2 separate regions of the Macaca mulatta genome follow, and region 1 is linked to region 2. The links are chromatin contacts, called in public Hi-C maps. All regions are on one chromosome and are shown on one strand. The core of a region is the stretch at or near the end of the contact, and the rest is flanking DNA. Distances in the headings are between cores, read along the strand shown. Region 1 holds the start of ETNK1 (ethanolamine kinase 1). Region 2 holds the start of C2CD5 (C2 calcium dependent domain containing 5).

Region 1 (4,379 bases), core at 1,762-4,261, 80 kb after region 2:
TGAGAATACTACACTGTACTACATGTCTTTTTTTCTTTTCTTTTCTTTTTTTTTGAGACAGAGTCTCACTCTATTACCTAGGCTGAAGTGCAGTGGTGTGATCTTGGTTCACTGCAACCTCCACCTCCCAGGTTCAAGTGATTCTCCGGCCTCAGCCTCCCAAGTAGCTGGGATTACAGGTGCCTGCCACCACGCCCAGCTAAGTTTTATATTTTTAGTAGAGACAGTGTTTCACCATGTTGGCCAGGCTGGTCTCAAACTACTGAACCCAAGTGATCCACTCGGCTTGGCCTCAATACTACACTGTCTTGATTACTGGAATGTATACTATTATTTTTTTCTTTTTTTAGACAAGGTCTCGTTCTGTTGCCCAGGCTTGGGTGCAGTAACTTGATCATGGCTCACTGCAGCCTCAATCTCTTGGGCTCAGGCAATCCTCCTGTCTCAGCCTCTGAGTAGCTGTGACTACAGGTGTGCACCACCACACCTGGCTAATTAAGTTTTTTTTGGAGAGATGAGGTCTCACTGTGTTGCCCAGGCTGGCCTTGAACTCCTGGGCTCAAGTGAACCTCCTGCGTCAGCTTCCCAAAGTGCTGGGATTACAGGCATGAGCCACTGCACCCAGCTATACTGTCTTCAAGTCTGTTTTCTGACTTTGTTTTTCTTTAATATTGTGTTGGCTACTCTGGCTCTTGTGACTTTGCATGTAAACATTAGAACTGGTTTGCTGATATCTACGACATAACCTGGGGTGATTAGAATTAAATCCGTAGATTAGGTTGATAAGAATTGATATTTCTTGTACATTTTTAAAGTTTTGCTTTTAACATTTAGGTTTTTAATCTTCCCCAAATTAATTTTTATGCCTAATAAGAGAGAGGGATCAAAATTTTTTTCTCATACAAAAAGCAACTGTACCACTTCTGTTCATTGATCAGTCTGGACTTTCTCATTAATTTGTAATGGTACTTTTGTTATATACAAAGTTCTCATATGTGTATGGGTTTTGTTCTGGGACTTCATTACGTTCTAGTAGCCTATGTGCCCATACCTAAACCAATATATAATACATCCTGGTAGGATTGGTCCTCCCAATATATTCCCTTATCTTACCTGTCCCCATTCCTCTCTCCCCAATTACAGCACTTTTCTTGGACCTTAACTTTTGATATGAATTTCAATGTCATTTTAACAAGTTCAGTAAAAAAACCCTTTTGAGATTTTAACTGGAACTGCATTATATGTACTGATTAGTTCAGGGAAAATTGAGTCCTTTATATTAATCTTTTCTCATTTATGAATATGGTTCATTTCTCCATTAATTTTATCCATGGATCCTGTACATTTTTGTTACTTTTTTTCTCAGGTACCTAACAGTTGTTTTTCTTTTTCTTCTACTTGTTAATGGACTCTTATTTACCATTACAAACTAGTGCAGTTTGCAACATAATTTTAAATTATTTTACAATTCTTAAAGTTTTAAAATTCTTAAAATGTCAACTGCTTAATAAAAATACATTTTATACAAAAATGCAAGGGATACTATCTGAAATGTGAAAGTATTAGTATATTTACGATTTCTCCCCCAAGTGGAAGGAACACACACTCTCATGTTTCTAGTAGAAAATTATGCCCAAATCTGGCAGGGCGCGGTGGCTCATTCCAGCGAGGCACCGCGCCCTGCCTATAATCCCCAGCGCTTTGGTAGGCCGAGGTGGGTGGATCACCTGAGGTCAGGAGTTCGAGACCAGCCTGGCCAACGTGGTGAAACCCGTCTCTACTAAAAATACAAAAATTTGTTGGGCGTGGTGGCACGCACCTGTAATCCCAGCTACTCGTGAGGCTGAGGCGGGAGAATCGCTTACACCCGGGAGGCGCAGGTTGCAGTGGGCCGAGATCGCACCATTGCACTCCAGCCTGGGTGCAGAGTGAGGCTCCGTCTCAAAACAAATAAAAACAAAAAGCAAGCCAAAAAACCCACTAAATTTGAAAAATGTTAAATCAACTTCTTTGCTGTTTTATAAAGCTCCATTTCCACCCCTCTTTTTAGTTTAGGAAGTTTACCGTTATAGGTGAAGTAATTATTTTGTGAATTACAAAGGTAAGTAGGTTCTTTCTTTAACAATCAGGATGTAAACTTAATGCTGGTGAAGTAATTAAACATTTTGAATGTTAATGAAACTCAGTCCAGTTAAGGGTTTTATTTACTACTAATAAACGTATTCACCAAGTACTAAGTGCTGCAGAGAATCCCAGACCGTTTTCCTCCATCAAAAAGGAAAATTAGGAGGCCCCAATACTTTACTTGTAGCTTATCCAGTTTCTACCATTCCCTGTAAGGCACTGAGACGCAAGATTTCATGGCCCACTCGGGGTACCCTGGCACGGACATCGGGTCGTTCTAGTGTTGAGCTTCAAAACTATTCCTTTCCTTCCCTTTCTTCTATATACCAGACTCTAATCTGTTCTCCCCAGCTTCTAATTATTCTCTGTATGGTCGAACATCTTACTCCACAAATAACTTAAGTGTTGCAGTTTTCTTACCCAAATACCTGAACTCAGCTTGTCCCGAGTACTGCGATCCCGTGTACTGTAATGGGAATACAGTTAACCCAGCTAGTATGAGGTCCCCAGTACACAGCAGCTCCAAGATCAAGGCGACTGAGTAACACTGCTTGCCTAGACTCAGCACAAGTTCGGAGAGTGATCCTAGAGTTATTTTAGAACGTGTCCCTTGCTTCCCACAAAAATTCAGTCTTTAACTCGAGCCCGGATCCCCACGATCTTTCGGATCAGGTGAGCTAAAGCTTCAATGCCTTGAGGGGCTTGGCAGGGCTCGGGCTCATCCCGGAGAAGCAGCCCCGCTTTCCAGACCAGCAGTTCCCAGGGATGGGTGTGTGCTAATCGCAGGCCGACGTCCATCGCGGTACAGCGGTTCCATTGTGACGGAAGGCGAGAAACCCCGCCTCCGCCCCCTGACGCAGCGCAGGCCCCGCCCCGCGCGTGACGCCAGCGTCAGGCCAGCCCCGGCATGCTCCGCGGCCGCCCGCGGTCAAGCGCCGACAACAGGAATTTTTCCCGAGAGCGGCCCGGGCTCAGTTCAGCTGCTGTCCAGACCCGGATCGGCGACAGTGCCGCCTCCAGACGTTCTCCTGCCGCTCGCCCGCCCGTCCGAGCGCCCCCAGCCCTCCCGCGAGGGCGCCCCGGGACGGAAGGATCCACCAGTCTGTCGGCGCCCGCCGTTCTCGTGGTCGCCGTCGCCGTCGTCGTGGTGGTAGTCTCCGCCGTCGCCTGGGCCATGGCCAATTACATCCACGTCCCTCCCGGCTCCCCGGAGGTGCCCAAGCTGAACGTCACCGTTCAGGATCAGGAGGAGCAGCGCTGCCGGGAGGGAGCCCTGAGCCTCCTGCAACACCTGCGGCCTCACTGGGACCCCCAGGAGGTGACCCTGCAGGTAACGCCCACACCTCAGCTCTGGGTCTCTTATGTCCCTCACGCGGCTGTGGGGGTCCTCACCACAATCGCCTCTGTCCCACGATGACCGAGGAGGACCTAGGGCAACATCTCCTCCCTAAGTCCGTTGGGAAGTGACCCTGTATTTCCCCTCACACCTAGGAAGGTCACTCCCCCTTCCCGTCGCAGTTGCTCTTTGAGATTGACCTGAGGGCACATTTTCTCTTTCCAGAAGCGGCTGCGTAAGTGACGCACCCATCCACAGGGGGGAGATTCCTGTTGATAGTTGCCCCTCCTCCCACTCCCCAGTCCACGGTCACTGCAAAATGAACCTCTCCACTCCCCTTGCACGGGGTCGTCGACTGCCTCCTCCCGTCCCACCAGTAATGCAGTCATTAATCCTCTCTGATCTTTTCCTTCCTCACCCCTCCCCCTGCGATGTGCTTTCATTGATGCCTCACACTGCGTTTTGTCTTCCCAAACCCTCCGATTGGCGAGCGTACTCTATTCCCAAAGTAATGACCACGACCATGCATCGCTAGGTCGGTTCTTAGGTAGCACCACACACATTGTTTTGTTTGAGTCGATATTTCTGAATTATTAAAGTCGTCTTAGTGAAATTAATACCTGATACTAGAAGGAGCAGTGGCTTGTGACTCTTTCCTTTTCATGGGACACCGTATTGATAGATAGAGAAAAAATTGGGAGGAGAAAAATCCCTGAGACTCTAGGAGTTTTCTGGTAAGTTGGAAGTTATGATTTCTACTACGTGATTTTTTTTTTTTGGAATACTAATTTGTTTTTAGCTTTAGTTTCAGGAACTAGATACGAAAATAGATCTCATTTTCTCCTTTTCCCTTGCAAACAACAAAAAAACCCAGTAATTTTCGAGGCTGGGATATTTGGGATTTGTTCTAAATCTGAGC
Region 2 (4,995 bases), core at 674-3,173:
CAAATGTCACTTTCACAGCAAGCCTTTCTCAACCTTCAGAGACAATTGTTTCCATATTCTAATACAATACTCATCACTTTGTCTGGTGAGGCTGTATTAGCAGAGCGGTTAAGAGAACAAACTGTCAGGCTATGGAGGTTTGCAAGCTATGTAACCTTAAGCAAATTATTTACCCTTCCTGGGCCTCAGTTACCTCAACCGTAACATGGGACAATAACAATACTCCTATAGTAGGACTGTTGTGAAAACTAAGAATTTAAAAGTACTTAGCACAGATCAGGCAATTATTAAATTCAACACGTTACCTATTAATTATTAAATAGGCTGTGTGGGTCGATGTCTGAACTACCGGAAAGCAAACACTATGCGCTTCAGTTATTTGTGGATTCCTATTACCTAACATCTGGCACAACAGCACTCAAAAACTTTCTCCAATGAAGTGATGAAGAATCACCATGACAATGAGGAGGGGCAGTGAACTGCAATTATTAGGTTAGAGAACACTTAGGAAACATCAGGAATATTGAGATGAAATCGGGCTATATATTATGATATATCTATCCATCAACTCTAAGCACTAATAGCCCAAATGATTACTGCTCTAATGCTCTGGCTCACCACGCCAATTTTTATTACAATCTTCACTTGGCTTCTTTCAGACTCTGGGTTATTACCTTCCCGGCCCTAGGCCTTTACTAATTTGCATGACTTTTAAACTAATCATTAGACTTAAAAAGCAATTTTGCAATTTAAGTCCATGGCAATTAATTGACTTCCTACCTCAAGGCGCTAAATTACTCTGAAACACCTCATCAGACCTACCAGTCTATGCAAGAGCAATAAGTGTTACAGTTGTGTTTTAGAACGTGCATGGCAGATTCACAAAATGTTAGGCATGTGGGACGCACTGTGGGACTCCAAGTGTCCATAAAGGGATTCACGCACCTTCTTAAACATGATGTCCACCACTCTGGCCATCCCTTCCAAGGGGGTGTGTGTCTCTGTGTGTGTGTGTGTTTCAGTGGCTGTGGGGTCACACTTTGAGATCTCCTGAGTGGCAGGTGGCCTGTTAATGAGTCCTGACATCAGAGTCACCCCGGCATTCGTGTGTGTGTGTGTGTGTGTGTGTGTGTGTGTGTCGGTGGCTGCGCGGCCACGCCTTGGGATCTCCTGAGTGGCAGGTGGCCTGTTAATGAGTCCTGACATCAGGGTCACCCCCGCATGCAGAACAGTACAAGCCTCCCCGCGCAGCGGACTGTGCCGCGGACGCCTGCAAGCCGTGCACCCATCGCACGCACTGAAGTCTCGGCGGTCATCCCTCGTGGGACAGCTGGACAATCACGGCCGACGGGAGGGCAGTCGAGGGGGGAATAGGCTGAGGGGCTGGGGGCGAGGTGGGTAGATCCTTCACAGGGCTTGGCGCTCCCTGTGTTTTGAGGGGCAGGACCCCGCACCAACCTCCACGAAGGCATCAGTCAGGTCACTTGCACGGTCCATCACTGGCAAATGGCGCCCAGCCACGATTTTCACCTTCAGCTTCCCAGGCATGGTCTCGGTTTCGGCCTCTTCTTGGGCTCCTGCAGAAACAAACAAACGAGTCTGCGCCGAGCGCGAGGCCGGCGGGAGAGGGGCGGAGGCGCGCGGGGTAACTGACAGCGAAGCGGCGCGCGGGGGCGCGCGGGGGCGCGCGGCAGTCGCGCCGCAAGTCGCCACTCACTCAGGCAGGAGGAAGGGTGATGTCCCACGCGGGTGCTGAGACCTCATTCCGGAGAGGCGGCCGGAGGAAGGGCTTTGATGGGTTCTTCTGCCCCGGCCCCACAGGGCTGGGACGAGAAGCAAAACCCAGTCAGCATCCCATTGAGCCTGTGCCGCCGCTGCTTGTTTCTCTTCCCCCGCCCTCAAAAATGGCGGCTCTCAGGGCACTGAAGAAAGCATCGATCGTTCGGCGCTCTGCCCACTTGGCGGGGCGAAACTAAACTCGCCGAGGAAAGATAAGGGGCGGGGCTAACTTTGAGAAAGCTGGAGGGCAGGGAAATGGGCCGAGTCCTGCATCATCCACCGAGTCGAGGCTGTGCATAGGTGCGGCGCTGCTTCCCTGGAGGGAAACGCTCCATCTTGCGGGCTGAAGCGCGAGTGCGGCTCTGTGACTTAGCTTCCGGCCGCGGCCTTCCCAGCTGCCAACGCCGCTTTTCGGATGGGCTGTGACAGATGGAGTAGCAGCGAAGACTGCTAGAAGAGCGTTTTCAGTCGGCGTTTAGTGACCCCTTTAGTGATTCGTAAAACCAAATTAGCTGGTTTCTACTTGGAAGGGGTACAGTTGCGTGTGGTGGTTTCAGTTTTCTATGAAATAGAGTTAGATGGCGGGGCGCAGTGGCTCACGTCTGTAATCCCAGCACTTTGGGATGCGAGGCGGGCGGATCACCTGAGGTCAGGAGTTCCATACCAGCCTGGACAACATGGCGAAACCCCGACTCTACTAAAAATGCAAAAATTAGCTGGGCGTCATGGCAAGTGCCTCTAATTCCAGCTACTCAGGAAGCTGAGGCAGGAAAATCGCTTGAACCTGGGAGGCGGAGGTTGCAGTGAGCCTAGATCACTCCTCTGTCTCCAGGAAAAAAAAAGAAAAGAAAGAAATAGAGATACCAGGCACATCTCGAATAGTGAAATAAATATTATTTGGTGAAATTTTGTATTCAGTCATAGGCACTTGTATTGTTTACTGGGTCACAGATATTACTGTGGGCGGGGTGGGGGAGGTCACCTTGAAATCCAAAGTCGCCTCTTGAAATAAAGTTTCTGCTGGTGGGTGCGGTGGCTCAGACTTGTAATCCCAGCACTGTGGGAGGCTGAGGCAGGAGGATTGATTGAGGCCAGGAGTTCGAGACCAGCCACATGGAGAAGGGGCAACATAGTAAGACCCCTTCTCTACAAGAAATGCAAAAATTAGCTGGGCCAGTGGTTCCTCTGTGGTCTCAGCTACCTAGGAAGCTGAGGTGGGAGAATCTGGGAGAATTGCTTGAGCCCAGGAGTTTGAGGCTGCAGTGAGCTGTCATCTCACCACTGCATCCCAACCTGGGCAACAGAGTGAAACCATGTCTCTTAAAAGAAACTTTTTTAATTAAAAAAAAAAAGGTTTGCCCTGCACTCTTAGATCGTCACAGTGTTTTTCTTAAGCATCCGCAAGCCTAAAGATAAGACCTACAGTAGTAGCAGAAGTTCAGTACTTCCTACCATGGAAAGTATAGTCAAGCACAAGAAATGAACCCGGAGAGCATTAAACATCTTGAAGCATTGACTCAACTAGACATAAAGTAAGGTGTTATCTACAGGCTCAGACTACATTAGGGAAATGGAGGCACACACAGGATATAACATAAACCAGTACTTACCAAATATCAAAATCAGCATTAACAGTATACCCAGTATCAACAAAATCAGAGCTCATGCCGGCTGAAAGATTATAACCTTTCATTCCTAAGTGAAGATATCTGTATGATCTTTTTAACTTCAAAAATACTCAATAGAGTAGATTAAATACTCCAAACAGTAGTGATCCCGAATTATCTTTTCATGACAAAAATTCCTTCTATGACAGGAATATTGTTCACATAAGTGAGAAGTTGAACTCCTACAGAGAAAACGACTTCCTCAAAATAAAAATCTAAAAACATCGCTTGCTTTTTGGACTAGAGAAACTTTTATCAATTCGAACTATGTCAAAGGATAGGGGTCATAGGTCCCATGCAAATTTCCTTAGGTCCACCTGCAGCTTTTTCTGGAGTCTGACTCTACCCTTAAAATACCCTTGCCAAAATTCTGAAGGTTGGCTACACTGTGTGATCAAGGTTATTTATTTATTTTGAGACAAGGTCTCTGTCACCCAGCCTGGAGTGCAGTGACAGGATCATAGCTCACTACAGCCTCAATCTTCTGGGCCAAGCGATCCTCCCCTCAGCCCACCAAGTTCCTGGGACTACATGCACACACCACCTTGCTCTGCTAGTTTTTTTAATTTTTTGTAGAGATGGAGTCTCCCTGTATTGCCCAGGCTGGTCTCAATCCTGGCTTAAGCCATCCTCCTGCCTTGGCCTCACAAAGTGCTGGGATTACAGGCATGAGCCATCTTGCCCGGCATGATCAGTGTTGTTTGTTGTATTTGGTGGTAGGGTTGAAACGGTTTTTGTGATAAAATCGAAGTATTACCATATTACCAACTCATTTTTAAAAATATGAAATGTATAAAGAAAAAAACTAGAAAAATGAAGTTTAGCACCAATATTAATGGAAAATAATGCATTGCGTTACAAAATGTAATGTAAAAAAAATTTGCAAATTGCACAATTAGAGGTTAGCAATCTCAGCCTCCTAATTAGATACTTGTACATACTTGTTGCCTTAGGCTTCATCAACAAGAGATTATAATTAAGATGCTTCCTGAAAACTATTTTTAGTAGACTTAAGCCTGACTTCAGTTGAACTGTTTCCTAATAATTGTTCTCGTTTGTTTTAATTAATGCTGGGAACAGTGCTAACTTTCCTGACAAATCTACCATAATGTGACTCCTGATTACCTTCTTTAGCTTCATACCCTGCCACTCTTTGCATTTTAAATTAACAATAACAAGAGTTAACATGTATTATTGGCTTGCTGCATGCTAGCTACTGAATTCAGTTTCACAGCTTTTAAGGCTCTCTAAAATCCTGAGGTAGGAATTATCAGCCTTCATTTTATAAATGAGAAAATTGTGGGTTTTCAAAGCTGTGGTGATTACCCAAGGTCACAAAGCTGCTAATGATAGAGGCAGGTTTTAAATCTAGACAATGTGATTCCAAGAACCCACCTCTTTAAAGATTACATATAGTTTTCCAAAAAACTATACTTTTCCTTCTTCCTGGAGTATCTCTCTCATAGTCATCCTACCAAACACGTATGAATTCATAACTCAGTTCAAAAGTCAATCCTCTGTTTCTTTTTAGAGCGTATAAATCTTTTGC

The links. Hi-C and Micro-C count contacts between places; a contact is called where the count stands out from the background.
Region 1: a contact with region 2 is called in a Hi-C map of liver, with 2.9 times the contacts expected there. The contact joins the promoter of ETNK1 here to the promoter of C2CD5 in region 2. A contact is called at or near these places in 6 of 14 Hi-C or Micro-C datasets (CD4 T cells, blood, cortical neurons and 3 more).

Annotation. Positions count from the first base shown.
Region 1 is chr11:25,001,511-25,005,889 of T2T-MMU8v2.0, forward strand. It overlaps ETNK1 (ethanolamine kinase 1), which reads left to right and starts at 3,012. Exons shown (of 9, transcript XR_013400936.1): 1 at 3,012-3,454. LOC144332807 (a long non-coding RNA gene) reads right to left here and starts at 2,916. Exons shown (of 4, transcript XR_013400938.1): 1 at 2,545-2,916.
Region 2 is chr11:24,922,417-24,927,411 of T2T-MMU8v2.0, forward strand. It overlaps C2CD5 (C2 calcium dependent domain containing 5), which reads right to left and starts at 1,924. Exons shown (of 26, transcript XM_077953710.1): 1 at 1,718-1,924; 2 at 1,459-1,577. The coding sequence starts at 1,548.